Linked DNA regions of Sus scrofa: region 1 is linked to region 2. A link is a contact called in public Hi-C data. All regions are on one chromosome and are shown on one strand. Each heading gives the region's core, a stretch centred on a gene start, on an enhancer-like site or on the middle of the called end of the contact. The rest is flanking DNA. Distances are from core to core; before and after follow the strand shown. Region 1 holds the start of MRPS26 (28S ribosomal protein S26, mitochondrial). Region 2 holds the start of UBOX5 (RING finger protein 37).

Region 1 (7,607 bases), core at 100-2,599, 110 kb before region 2:
GTTGAAGGATCTCAAGTGGGAAGAAGAAGGTGCTGGCTGGGGCTCCTTTGCCTACCTTGAACCTTGGCACACACGCGGGGGGAGGGGGTGCTGAGGGGGTTAGGCTGCAGCCTTCTAAGGAAGGGTTCTGGGCACTGCAGCAGGCAGCCCAGGCCAAATTGCTCATAGCCTCCCAAGCAATGCCCTGGCTCCCCCTGAGGACACTGTACCCTGGGAGGGCAAGACCATGGTCCAGTGGCTTCTCCGTGGGAAGCAGCACCTGGTGCAGAAACTGCTGGTAAGTAGGGCGCAAGGCCCCCAGCACTGGCCAGGGAGGGGTTGGGGATGGAAGGAACAAGATACCACTGAGATATCCCTTGGCCCAGCTATTGGTGCCACGTGCTATTCAGTACCCCCAAATCTAGACAGTTTATGATGAGATAATATGTTAGATTAAAGCAAATGAGTTACTAGTGGAGTAGGAGGTAACTACTAAAAACCTCCATAAATAAGACAGTGGCAGTAATGAGGTTCCCCAGACTTCTTGACAGTCTGGAGAAACCACTGTGTCTCCAGGTGCGCAGGCCGGCAGCCAGTGGAAAGTGAGGGGTGCGACCTTACACTTAGCTGTAGGGCCCTGAAAACCAGCTGGTTACTGATAGCTGCACTAGGAATGACTCAAGAGCTCCCCAAGGCCAATAGCGAAAAACAAGTGTAGGGAGGTGGTTTATTACTGTCTTGCAAATTGTATTTTAAAGTGCCCCTTGGGAGCATCTTAACTAAAGGAGAAAGATAAATTCCTGTAAGGCAGGCAAAACCTTATCCCCAAATATAAGCTGGTAGGAGCTCAGGTTTAAGGTGAGCTACACCTCCACGCCTACGAAGCTGGAGAACCTGCACGCTGTGTCCTCTAGGAGGCAACAGTGCATCCGCAAGAAGTGGGAGTGGGGAACACCCGCCGGCCGGCGGCCGATCCCACGCAGCTGGGCCTAGTCGGGACGGGAAGGAAAGGAGGGCGTGGGCAAGGCCTCAGCTCCGCGGTCAGATGACCAGAGCGTCCAGTGGAATGACCGCCCCTTCCTCCCACAGACCCGACCACGACCGCTGCGCCCCGCTGCCCTCCAATAAAGGTGTGAAGTTTCCTGAGTTTTTGCATCTTCTTTCGTTTGTCCCCTCTCTTCCACCCCTACTGACAGCCATTCCCGCGTGTGGCTGGAGAGACGCGGGCCGGGGACATGGGGCGGGACTGGACCCAGCAGGGAGGACACAGCAGGCGAGAGCAGCCTGAGGTGTCAGCGGGCTCCTGAGGGTGGGGGTAGAGTCGCCGGACTACATGTCCCGTGGTGCTTCGCGCGCCACTTCCCGGCACCCATGAAGCCTTGCGGCTCGCCGGAGGCGGGGAGGCCTCGCCATGCTGCGCGTGCTGGGCGGCCTGGGTGCGCGGCCTGCGGGCCGGCTCCCGGCCCCGCTTCTGCTCCCCACGCGCGGCCGCAAGACCCGCCACGACCCGCCGGCCAAGTCCAAAGCCGGGCGCGTGGCGACTCCGCCCGCGGTGGATCCTACGGAGTTCTTCGTGCTGACCGAGCGTTACCGCCAGTATCGCCAGACGGTGCGCGCGCTCAGGTGTGTGCGACGGAGGGGGCGGCGGCCGTCGTCGCTGTCCGGCGTGTGTGTTGGGGCGGGCGAGCGAGCGGGCGGGCGAAGAGAGTGCCAATTTTGGGCGCGTCTCCGCCCAGGCTGGAGTTCATGTCCGAGGTGCGCAAGAAGCTGCATGAGGCCCGGGCCGGGGTCCAGGCAGAGCGCAAGGCGCAGGAGGACGCGGCTGAGCATCGCGAGCTGATGGCTTGGAACCAGGCGGAGAACCAGCGGTTGCACGAGCTGCGGTGAGTGGGGCGGGGCGGGGCCGCCTGGCCTGTCAGGAGACTCCCCCCCAGCCCCGCTCAGCCTCGGCTTCTCACCCCTCCCAGGCTGGCCAGGCTGCGGCAGGAGGCCCTCGAGCAGGAGCGGCGGCAGGCCGAGGAGGCTGTCCTGCAGGCCCGAGAGGCGCAGGCCTGGGCGCAGCTCAAGGAGCAGGAAGTGCTGCAACTGCAGGTGGGTCCCGTCTCCCGAGGGTGGGGCTGCAGGCCAAGAACTCCGCAGGTTTGGGGGGGGGGGGCCTCTAACTACGTGCAGAGTGGCTTTGAGTCTTGAGAGGGGAGTAGCAGGTGAGGCTTTAGGAGAGAAGCAGGGCAGGGTGAGTGTCTGTCAGACACAGAAACCCGAAGGTGAGAGTTGACATTGCATTGTTCCCTAAGAAGTTTGTTTTTTGCCATAAGGGTAAAAAAGTCACTGAGGGATTAAACGTTCTGGGCTCGGATGTCACATGTGGGACTTAAGAGCAGGGAGACCAGTTAGAAGTAATCCAGTGTGGAGTTCCCGTTGTGGCTCAGTAGTTAATGAACCCAACTAGTATCCATGAGGATGGGTTCGATCCCTGGCCCTGCTCGGTGGGTTAAGGATCCGGGGTTGCCGTGAGATGTGGTGTAGGTCGAAGATGCGGCTCGGATCCAGCATTGCTGTGGCTGTGGTGTAAGCTGGCAGCTACAGCTCCGCTTTGACCCCTAGCCTGGGGACCTCCATATACCTCAGGTGCAGCCCCAAAAAAACAAAAAAGAAATGACCTAGCAGGAATGGATGAGATTTAAATTATAGAGGGAGAAGGTCAGTTTGAGAGAAATTGAGAGACCCAGGCAGCACTGAGGGACTGATTCCACCCAGTGGATTGTCACAGCTGGTGTACCTGGGTTTTGGGCAGTCTCCAAGGCATGGTTATCTAAGAAAGCTGAATGTGGCCAAGCTGCCTGATGTTCTTCACTCGAAAGTCAGTGGGGCATTCAAAGGACCTGGACCAAACACCTTTCCCACAGGGGAGCTGGAGCCCCGCCTTCAGTGGGCTAAAGCCAGCAGGTGTGTGCTGGGAGCTCCCATTCAGCTGTCTTTCTCTCTTCCAATAGGAGGAGGCAAAAACCTTCATCACTCGAGAGAACCTGGAGGCACGGGTGGAAGAAGCATTGGACTCCCCAAAGAGCTACAACTGGGCCATCACCAGAGAGGGGCTGGTTGTCAGGCCCCAGCAAAAGGGCTCATAAGGACCCAATAAGGACAGTGCCCACCCAGGAACCATTGTGTGTTGAGGGGCGGAGGGATTGGAGTGTCGTACCTGATCTGGAATAAAGCAGTTGGTGTTTCTTATGAAGGAGGAGGCTCTACGGATTCCACTGCAGCCCTCACTTTGGGCCTTAACACCCACCAATTGGTTAGAAATTCCCTCACACAGTGCCCTGTTCCATACCCATGTATGATTCTCAGCCAAGCACCAGACCTTAGAAGTTTCCATCTTACAGAGGAGCAGGTTAGGCCATAGTCCCCTTAGGCAGCCAGGTCATCTCCTGAGTATCATCAAGGACAGTGGTTGGCAAACTGCAGTCCATGGGCCAAATCTGGCCCATTACTTCTTTTTGTAAATAAAGTTTATTGGCACAGAGCTACACTTAGTCATTGACTGTTTTCACACTACAATGGCAGCGATGAGTAGTTATAGCAGAGATCATGTGACTTGCAAAGTCTAAAATACTGTTATATGACTTCTTAGAGAAGTTTGCTGACACCTTGATCTAGGGCTCTCAGGCTTCAACTGGGAGCAGGTAACAGGCACAAAGTAACCATTGGCCGAAGTGCTGTTTCTGCTTGACCCTGGGTTTTACGGGCCAAGGTCTTATGTGCCCAGGACACACAGGCAAGAAGATCCCATTTTTCTGGTGGTCTCTCCACCTTTGACTTCAGTGACTGCATTTACCCTGGCAGTGCCGTTTTAGACCACACACCAGCCTGGTGATGGCAGGGTCTTGGTTCACCTTGATAAGGTCAGTGTGACTTAAGCACTTGGAGCAAACTCTATGGATACTAGAAGTACTTGTGATTAAAGCTCAGCTCCATGGCCCTGATTCAGATGCAGGCCCTCAAGGAACATCTAGGATCAGGAAGAGAAATGTTTCTCTGAGCCAGAGCTTAATGTCTCTTTGCCATCATTCACTGGAACTTGGCCAGATAACACCAGAGGGAAAAACAATCTAGTTTCTTTCCCTAATTCCCATGTTGTGGATGGGGTCTTAGACCCTCAAGAATGAAAACCCTTTAGGGAATACATGCGGACGGTCCCTCACATTCAAGCAGGGAAGCAGGTAATAGAGGTGCAAAAGCAAAGGGCCAGTGTTTATCATAGTGCCTGGGACCCATTCCCCAAGCCCTGCACCCTGAGAGCAGTGGCCTCCCTCCTCAGGCTGGTAATAACTTCCCTGGCACTGAGCCCAGGTGTAGCTCAGTGGAGTCCTGGATTTCAGGTGCTCAGCATAATTTCTGGGGTGAAAGCCAGTAGGCACACATTGTGGTTTGTTGTGAGGAGTGAGCCATCTGGTGGTACCCTGCAGTGGAATGGAAGCCTTGCGTGAGCTTTCACATGGGACATGGGGCTTGTTTTGGAAAGACAAGTTTTATTCTTGCCAAGTCCCTGCCTCTCTGTCAGGAAGCAGACAAGGTGTCTGTCCTCAGGTACAGGAGACCAGTGTCATACCTTCTTGAAACTAGTTTTTCCTTCACTAGTGCCCTGCATGGGGCTATAACTCCTTAGCATTCACTGCTGATGCCAGTATATCATGCAGAGCCACCTGTAAACCAACCTTCAACATTTTTGTTGTCCATCCATAGCCATCTTACTGGTTCAGGCACAAATAGTCAGTTTACTAGTACCTTCAGCATTAACTCAAGCCCAGTCCCCTTTGTACCTGCATCTGGTAGATTGCTGGGTGCACAGGTAAACTATCAGATCACACCCAGTCCAGGTTGCAGTTATGTAGTGCCCCACGGAAGAATGCCTAATCTCTGGTAGAATCCTGATGGTTAACCTGATGGGCAGTCTTGCTCAGAAACACCAGGGAACCTCGCAGCATGTGGAGTTCCCAACCCAGGGATCAGATCTGAGCCATAGTTGCAACCTATGCCACACCTGCAACAATGCTGGATCCTTTTTTTTTTTTTTTTTTTTTTATTTTTATTTTTAGGGCTACACCCATGGCATGTGGAGGTTCCCAGGTTAGGAATCGAATTGGAGTGTAGCCACTGGCCTAGACCACCGTCACAGCAATGACAGATCCAAGCCACGTCTACAACCTACACCACAGCTCCTGGTAACGCAGGAGCCTTAACCCACTGAGCAAGGCCAGGAATCGAACCTGCATCCTCATGGATGCTAGTCAGGTTGGTTTCCGCTGAGCCACGACAGGAACTCCAGGATCCTTTAACCCACTGTTCCAGGCCAGGGATCATACCTGTGTCCTGGTGCTATAGAGACTGCCAATCCCATTGTGCCACATCAGGAACTCCCCAGGGTCTTTTTTGTTGTTGTCTTTCTTTTTTTTTTTTTTTTTTTTTTTTTTTTTTTTGTTTTTTTTTTTTTGCTATTTCTTTGGGCCACTCCCGCGGCATATGGAGGTTCCCAGGCTAGGGGTCCAATCGGAGCTGTAGCCACCGGCCTACGCCAGAGCCACAGCAACGCGGGATCCAAGCCGCGTCTGCAACCTACACCGCAGCTCACGGCAACGCCGGATCATCAACCCACTGAGCAAGGGCAGGGACCGAACCCGCAACCTCATGGTTCCTAGTCGGATTCGTTAACCACTGCGCCACGACGGGAACTCCTGTTGTTGTCTTTCTGAGGTTGCACCTGAGGCACGTGGAAGTTCAGGCCAGGGGTCAAATCGGAGCTGCTGGCCTGTGCCACAACCACAGCAACACTAGATCTGAGCTTCGTCTGCAACCTACACCACAGCTCACAACAACACCGGATCCTCAACCCACTGAGCAAGGCTAAGGACTGAACCCGAGTCCTCATGGATACTAGTCAGGTTCGTTACCACTGAGCCGCAACAGGAACTCCCACTAGGGTCTTTTCTGATTCTTAATAAGTTTCAAATATGGTTTGGCCCACTATAGACAGTGGTACCTTCTAGAGAATCTTCTGCTCAAGGCCAGTAGGTGTGAGGTCTACCCAGTAAAGGCATTTGGAGCACTGTAAGCACTGTACCCAAATGTGAGTGCTTTCGCCAGGATTTGAAGACGCCTACCATACTTCATGCACAGTGGGGTGGAGAGGGTAGACTGGGGGACAAGTGCAATTTGTGTTTCATTATGGGGAGAGGTATACCAGCCCCCAAGAACTTTGATGAATGAACAGTTTTTTCCCAAGATTTATGTCCCTGATTAAGCATGGGTGTTCTACCAAGACACCCAGGTTCTTTCCCCTTGCAGTTCTCTAAGAAAAGCAGCATGACGTCAACAAGGTGAACCACTATGATGTCCTGGGTCTGGATGTTAGGAGTTGTGCAGCCATTCGCCTCTAGGGCTGGATTGCAATGAAACACCGCTGCCAGGGCAGGGCATACTGCTGGTAGTGGTCCAAGAAAGCACTTGCCACACGAACAGGTGCCAGGTATCCCCTTAGTCTGTTCCGTCAAGGAGACTACCTAGACCTGAGTAAGCTGAAAGTTATTCCCCATGTTTTTCGATATGCTCCAAGCTCTCTGTGTGTATCCAGTATTCCCTAAAATCTTTGGGAAAGTTTCCCTTTGAACTTACTCTGTGGTTATTTCCCCAAGTACACAAATGAAATGGAGACCTAGGGAACAAGCTCAGTTGCCTGCTGAAATAAAGGCAATTCTGAATTCTGGCAGGAAGAGTCAAGCTTGGAAATCTTTCCTTCTCAAGCAGGAAGTCAGAAGCACTATTTGCAACGCCCAATCCTGAGATAGGCAGTAATTTCTCTTGAGGGGTGTTCGATAACTATTTCCTCAGTGCAGGTGAGTGCATAAGCCGTAAATGAGCATCCATGTCAAGAAACAGCATTGGGGCATTCCCGTCGTGGCTCAGTGGAAACGGGTCTGACTAGTATCCATGAAGATGCAGGTTTGATCCCTGGCCTTGCTCAGTGGGTTAAGGATCCAGCATTGCTATGAGCTGTGGTGTAGGTCGCAGACACAGCTCAGATCTGGCATGGCTGTGGCGTAGGCTGGCAGCTGCAGCTCCAATTAGACCCCTGATCTGGGAACTTCCATATGCCTCAGATGCAGCCCTAAAAAGAAAAAAAGAAAAAAAAGACAACATTGGGTAAATGCATAGGGCTGTTTACATGGCCTTAAGATCAAGAACCTATGAGAAAGAACACCATACTGCCACAAGGGCCCAAAAAAGACATAAGGAAAGGCAGAGCTGCAAAAGTCCCACCCTCACCAGTTCCCCACAGTGGCTCTGCAGGTCACCAATATCCCATACATTCTTTGAACATTTTCTCTCGCTGAGGGAAGCATTATATTTACACCCCTTTTTTTTTTTTTTTCATTTTTCATGCTGGCTACTGGGGGAGAAGGTGGTCTGGGAGGGGGACTTTGTGTCTGGGAAATCCCTAACAGATACAAAGTCAACCATGGCTATCGCACCTTTGCCTGTCCCTGCCAGAGCCAAGCCCGGAGGTACTGGTGCAGGCTGACCCACTGCTGCTCCTGTTGGAACTGCAGCACCTGTGCAGGAACCCAGACGCC
Region 2 (6,525 bases), core at 48-2,547:
TCTGCTTTCCTAGATTTGCAAGGCCACATAGTATTCAGAATTCCTTGGTATCAAAGCTGACTTATATGCATGATGAATGGCAGAGCCTTGTTGGGGACCAGAAAAAATAAACCAATGAATGGGGCAGAAAGCCACACTGACAAATAAATTAAATCTGCATAACTGCCAAAGGCCTCAGATATATTATGCAGCACAGAGTCTCTGATTTTCATTTTGGTCTCCCAGGCAGCAGCTTCATCTCAGGCTTGCCCAAGGCCATTCACATTAGGGAGTCACAGAACCTCGTTCTGGAAAAGTGACTGTTCTTATCATTCACAAAGTGTGAGCAAAGTGCAGAAAACATGAGTTCAGATTCCAGCAGCAAATTACTAAAACACAAAACATTAGCCATGCTGGTGCTAAAGCGCTGGGCTCCAGCTCCACAGTCCAAGTGAGTGGGCAGTGAAGCATCACCTGAGGAAGCCCATGAACATAACTGGTATGAAGAGGGCCCCAAGCTCCATGAGTCAGGACAGAAGAGCTGTGTCATGATTTGTATGGAAGGAGAAAAGACAGTTGTTTTTCTTATCCCTAGAAAGAAAAAAAGGAAGAGGGCTAAAAATACCACCCTTAGGCTTGTGCAATCAGAAACTGTTAAAAAATGGGTTTAAGTGCATACACTGTATTGATATTTATTTAAGACTCAACCTGTCGCAGGTACTAAGCGAATATCGCGGGGCCTTTGCTGCTCAAAGCGCGGGCTGCGGAGCAGTGGCCTCAGCCTCACCTGGAAGCTGGTGAGAAACGCAGAATCGCAGGCCTCATCTCAGATTTACATACAAAATCAAAATCTTCAGATCCCCAGGTGATGCGCATGCATATGAAGTATAGTAAGAGGAGCCGCTGAGCATCTCACTACATTCTCACAACAGACCAGGGGGGCGAGTACTGCCATTACCTCCGTCTCATAGCGGGAAAAAAAATCGAGGTTCTGGTAAGACGTTTGGGCAAGGTCACAGGACTCCGGGTCGCCGATGTTCTCCCTAAAGCCGGGCCTGCGACAGCCTGGGCCGGGAAGCACCGCGCCCGGCCTCCGCGCACGCCCGGTGCCGAGAGGCGCTGGCCAAGGCCCACGTCGGCAGAGAGCGCCGCTACGACCTCCTCCCCGGCCGCCGCCACTCACCTGAGCCTGGCAAGCGCCGGCGCTGCAACACCAGACCCCACTCCCGCAGACGGCGGCTCCGCGGCCACTTCTTCGGCTACACCTGGGCCTCACAGCTCCACTTCCGGCCAAATGCCCGCTACTTCCGGCCGCTACGTGAGCGACGGGTGCGGCCAAGGCTCAAAACTCTTTCAGCGTTTCCCAGGGACGTTCCCTAGCGTCTCCCAGAGATTCTGCGGAAGGACGTTGCTGAAGAGACAAGGGGAATCCAAGACCTGAGGAGAGGAAACACCACCGTGGATGGACCGCTCTGGAAGTTACCGAATAGCCTAAACACAGGTTCGAATCTCAGATCGCTACTGAGAGTTTTATGGCTTTGGGGAAGTCACGTAAATCCTCTAAGCCAAGTTTCTCATCTGTATAATGAGGTAATCATGCATTTATAATAGAGATGTATCTACAAAGTGCTCTCAGGAGGAGAGTTAGTGATGGATAGAAGATTACCCTGTTAGGGGAAATGGATGTGAGGAGCTGAATAAGGAGGCCAGAGCTTTGACAGATGAACCCAGGTGATCTTCCACCTCCCCAAGAAGGCGGGGGCGGGGGCGGGGGCCTTCTTTCCTCCTGAGTGGGTATGGACAGCTAGGCAAGGAAGAGACACTCGAGACTTTCCAGGAGGACTTGACCCCAGACAGCCGTTCCTAGGCGCACTGGAGACTGCTGATCAGGGTGGTCACACCTTGTCTGTGCCTTGGCTGCTGGTCCGCCCATCCTGAGGGAACCTGAGAAATGGTGCTTCCTCCAGGGAACCATCTTGATGGGGAGACAAAATCAATTGTAGGAAGGACACTTCCTTGCAAGGAGGGGCAAGCTTGGCATCTCAATACCTAAGCTCTGTGGAGGACACTGTTTGGGACACCGCTGCTTGGAGAGGGTTCTCTCACTTGGGCCAGACCAGGGCAAACACTGGGAGTTGCCGATTTATGACTCTGTCCTTGCCGTCAGAACCCAGAGCGCCCAGGAGATGAGATGAACCGTAATTGCTCCTAGGCAGCCATAACAATCCTGATCGTCTTTGCCAAATACTCAATTTCCCAGCCTCCCTTGAAGTGGGAAGAGCCTATGACTCAGCTCTAGCCCACAAAATTTAAAGGGAACGGTGCTGTGGAACTTCTGGGAAAGGTTTTACTTTCATGATACAGTGCTGCTGCCTCATTCACTTCACAGAGCTGTGGCTGCCGCCTTGTGGTAAAGAGGGAACAATGTGCCACAGATAGTGTAGGAAGGCAAGAAGTCTAGGTCCTTAATGAACCAAGCCCTGTGACACTATTGATGCCTATGTTCAGACTTTTTATCAGGTGAGGATGAATAAACCACTCTTTGAGGTCCTGTAACTCAGGCTGCATTACTTGTAGCAGAGTACATTCTTGCTTGGGGAGCTTCATGAGGATGAGCAAAGGAATGATCATAAAAATCTGCTCCCTCCTTGAAGCACACTTGGGTCCCTTCTGCCTTTGGGGCCTCACCACTAATTACAAATTGGTTCTTACTGCTAATTACAAACATTTCACGTCTGTGTTCTGCCCTCAGACTTCAGCTCATCACTGTAGGGTGGCTCAGGATGCTGCAGGCTGCATCTGGTTCTGTAGCCTCCCCTGCCTTCTGGCCAACAGCCTGGTATCCAGTTTTATATATATATATGTATTTTTTTTTTTTTGGCCTTTTTAGGCCATACTTGCAGCATATGGAGATTCCCAGGCTAGGGGCCTAAGGGGAGCTGCAGCTGCTGGCCTACACCACAGCCACAGCAACACAAGATCTGAGCCGCGTCTGCACCTACACCACAGCTCAAGGCAACGCGGGATCCTTAACCTGCTGAGTGAGGCCAGGGATTGAACCAGCAACCTCATGGTTCCTAGTCGGACTCGTTTCCACTGAACCGCGAGGGGAACTCCCAACAGATTCTGAGCAGGAACTAGTTGGAGACCCTTTTGGCGACAGGCAGACCTGAAGAGAAAGCCCTGTCAGGCAGGAACGTGGAACCACTACTCCTCCTAGCCACAGGGAGGAGCTTGGGCTTTGGGCCAACCTCCAGGCACGGCCCAGTAAGCACCTCCAGTCTCATGCCTCCTCTGGAAAATGTTTACTCCAGCTTTGCCCTCCACACCTCCCTCACCCAGCCTCACCTTCACACCAGCAAAGGCACAAGCAAGCCAAAAAAAAAAAAAAAAAAAAAGCCACTCAAGAGGCTTTCTCCATTTTATTTCTTTGGGAAAAGAAAACGAAGTCTTTCCATCACATATGGTAGAGATATATATTTTTATATATTTATATATAATTTCTTTTGTGGTTGGAAGTCCCAAAGCTGAGTCTGTTCATATTTTTTTTTCTATTTTTTTTTTTTTTTCCTACTAATGCCTTCTCTTCCCCCTGCCCCTCTGGCCCAGGCCCAGGTTCTGGGGCAGGTGTAGTGAAGGGTGAGTGGAATGGGCAGTGATTGCCAGGACAGCCCCTCACCCAGCTCAGAGATCTGGGGAGGGCCACCGGAAGGGGCTGTGCAGAAGGACAGAGGCCACGCAGAGGGGCACTCCTGTTTTTGTGGGGGATGCACAGCTGGTTAAACAGTCACCAGTCATGGGAGGAGGCTGGTCAGGGGTCGGGGGTTGCTCACAGTAGTTGCCAGCTCCCTCCACCCTGCCCCACAAACCCAGTCTTGGGGGTGGGAGGGAGAGAGTGAAAAGAGAGAAATACCAGGGCTGAGGGCCAAGCCTCCTCCGATTTTTATTGCTGGTGTGTTAGAAATTTGCCTTTCCCTTCTTATCTTGGGGAGATAGACTCTCAGAGGGCCCCGAGAGGAGGAAGTGACATTGGCTGCCCCCACCCCCACTGACGGCTATGCCAGGCCTACTCTGGGCAAACCCCGGGCTACCTCAGGCCCCTGGGACCCAGGAGTCAGTGTTCCTCTCCATTCAGCCTTGCTCTTCAAGAGCAATCATAGCCACCCCTGTCCCCCAAAACAAGGGCCACAGGCTCAGGCTTGGGCCCAGTGGAGTGTGGAAGTGGGCAGTGCACCAAAGATCAAGCAGAGTTTTCTACTGGAAGAAAAGGTGAGGTTTGGGGGAAGCGGTGGCCTAGGACAACGATGTTCAGAGCATGAAAGCAGGAGGCTGAGCATGAAAGCAGAAGGAGGCTGAGGGAATCAAGTGGGGGAAGACACAGGAAGACATCACAGACACTCATATGACCTCAGAAACTGGGTGAGGGGAGTGCCTGAGAGGCAGGTAGCACTTAATAGCTGTAGTTAGAGCTGGACAGTGGTCCGGGGTATGGGGTCAGCCAAGCAGATGGGACTGTTGTCCTGTGGGATCCTGGCCAGAAGGGGCAGGGTAGAGCTAAGAAGCCTCCAGGTGACCCTTCCCAAGAAGAGGAGGGCAGAGCTTCCCTGGGCACTGAGCCTCCAGTCCCTGCCCTTCCCTCCTCCAACACGCACAAATGGACACACACTCAGGACCAGGCCAGGCTCTGAGGCCTGAGCCCAAGAGACCTTGGGGGGGGAGGGGCTGGGCAGGTAGCCCTCTCAACCACAGGCAGGCCATCTGCTCCCACTCATCCTGCCAATCTGCCAAGGAGGGAAGACTGCGCAGGAAGGAGAGAGGCCGGGAGCCCAAGGTCTGTCCGCTCCGGCAGACCCCAGGCAGGCCCCCTCAGGCTACACGGCATAGGAGATGGGCACAGAGCGCATCTCTAGACACACGATGGGCCGGCAGTAGCAGCCCAGACCATCAAAGGGCTGGGTACCTGGCGGCACTGCAGGCCTGCCACCTCTTCAACAAGGGAGTGCCAAGAAAGGGAGCCCGGGCTCCCCTGCTGCCTGGGCCCTTCATCCCCACACACTCAGCCCTCCCCCTATTTCCTCCTTGGGAGGAGGGTCAAGTGGGCTGCCCAGGGGGGCAGTGGTAGAGCTGGGAGGCACCCAGTGAGGGGAGGGGAGGGACCTGGTCACAGCTGCTTTGAGAACCTCTTTGGTCTGGGGATACAGGGGGACATGGGGGGGGAAGGTGATGGCAAGGAGGGGATACTGGGGACTCTGGCCTTTGACAGGGTTTTTGTCAAAAGACCACATGCCCAGGGAGATCAGATTTCCGTGGACTCAATGCGCTCCAGGCGGGAGGGGGTCCAGGCTTTCTTCTCCTCCCCGTGTTGGGGTGTAGGCGTGCTGGCACCTCCCGCGGCCCCGCGCTCTCGCAGCCGCCGCTCCAGCTGCTGGTTGCGCTGGTACATCTCCACGTAACTCAGCTGCAGCTGCTTCTGGTACTCGATGACCTTCTCCTTCTCCTCCAGCCACACGCGGCGCTCCTCTGCGAAGCTGGCACCCTGGCGCTCCCGGGCTCGCCGCTCGGCTGCGAGCTCAGCCTGTAGCCGCCCCACCTCCCGCCGCAGGGCCCGCGTCCCACTCTCCCCCCCAGCATCCACCTCCCCATCCAAGGAAGCCAGGGAGGCGGCGGCAGCCACCCCAGCCTGACGGCGCATCTTGGCCTCGTCACTCTCGCAGGTGGCCAGGGCATCCTGCGGCTCAGCGGGGTCCACTGGGGTCAGTGCCGGCTTGAGGCAGGCAGAGGGCAGCTCGCCCTCGCCCAGCTCCAGGCTGGCCTGTTTGCTGCTGAAGGAGTCCCTCAGGCTGAGCAGCTGCTCCTCCTTCTCCCGCAGCGAGGCCCGGCCCTCCCGCAACTGGGAGCGCAGCCCTACGATCTCACTCAGCTTCTGGGACACGTCGGCCTGCGAGTCCTTCAGCTGCTGCTTCAGGAGGGAAATCTCCCCAGCCTTCTGGCACACCTGGGCAGGAGCGGGTGAGAAGAGAAGTCAGGGTGAAGGCCGAGCTCTGCCCACCCCCACCCCAGCCCCAGGGCATTGAGCTACCCCGGGGCTCAGGGTCAGCTCCTCATCAGAGCAGGAAGACCCCCTCCTCAGACATGGCTAATTTCACACAGCCCTGGACAGCGCTGGTCTTCAGACACCCCTAATCAATCCCGCCACAACCTTCGCTTCCCCAGTGATGGTTGTGGGTTGCTGTTCTGGGTTTCTCCAGCGAGATGGAAGGGGACACAGGGAGAGCCCAAGCCCCCAGCCCGCACCTCCCACTTAGTTTCCTCCATCCGGGGCAGGAAGTCGGCCTGTTCCTTCTGGCAGGCGGCCACCTTGTCCTCAAGCTCTTCCCGCTGGCGCATCAGCCGGGCTGCCTCCTCCTGCAGCTGCTTCTTGTCCTGCTGCAGCCGCAGCACCTGCAGCTGTAGGCCTTGCTGGGCGCGCTGAGCGCGCCGGGCCACCTGCTGCAGCTTCCCACTGCAGCCCTGCCGCAGCTCAGCCAGCTCACGCTCCCAGGCCTT

The links. A called contact is a pair of places that touch in the nucleus more often than the background predicts.
Region 1: a contact with region 2 is called in a Hi-C map of embryonic fibroblasts, with 2.8 times the contacts expected there. The contact joins the promoter of MRPS26 here to the promoter of UBOX5 in region 2. A contact is called at or near these places in 2 of 5 promoter capture datasets (fetal skeletal muscle and liver), 21 of 47 Hi-C or Micro-C datasets (adipose tissue, alveolar macrophages, blood and 12 more) and 2 of 2 datasets of contacts at active chromatin or transcription factors (alveolar macrophages and skeletal muscle).

The regions. Positions count from the first base shown.
Region 1 is chr17:32,625,176-32,632,782 of Sscrofa11.1, reverse strand. It overlaps MRPS26 (28S ribosomal protein S26, mitochondrial), which reads left to right and starts at 1,349. Exons shown (of 4, transcript XM_001924808.5): 1 at 1,349-1,602; 2 at 1,716-1,862; 3 at 1,947-2,070; 4 at 2,973-3,502. The coding sequence starts at 1,391. The coding sequence ends at 3,107. It overlaps GNRH2 (progonadoliberin-2), which reads left to right. Exons shown (of 3, transcript XM_005672785.3): 2 at 141-277; 3 at 1,069-1,355. The coding sequence ends at 1,107.
Region 2 is chr17:32,515,384-32,521,908 of Sscrofa11.1, reverse strand. It overlaps UBOX5 (RING finger protein 37), which reads right to left and starts at 1,297. Exons shown (of 6, transcript XM_001925847.5): 1 at 1,163-1,297. FASTKD5 (FAST kinase domain-containing protein 5, mitochondrial) reads right to left here and starts at 1,284. Exons shown (of 2, transcript XM_021078352.1): 1 at 1,163-1,284. LZTS3 (leucine zipper putative tumor suppressor 3) reads right to left here. Exons shown (of 4, transcript XM_021078357.1): 3 at 6,274-6,525; 4 at 3,385-5,974. The coding sequence ends at 5,276.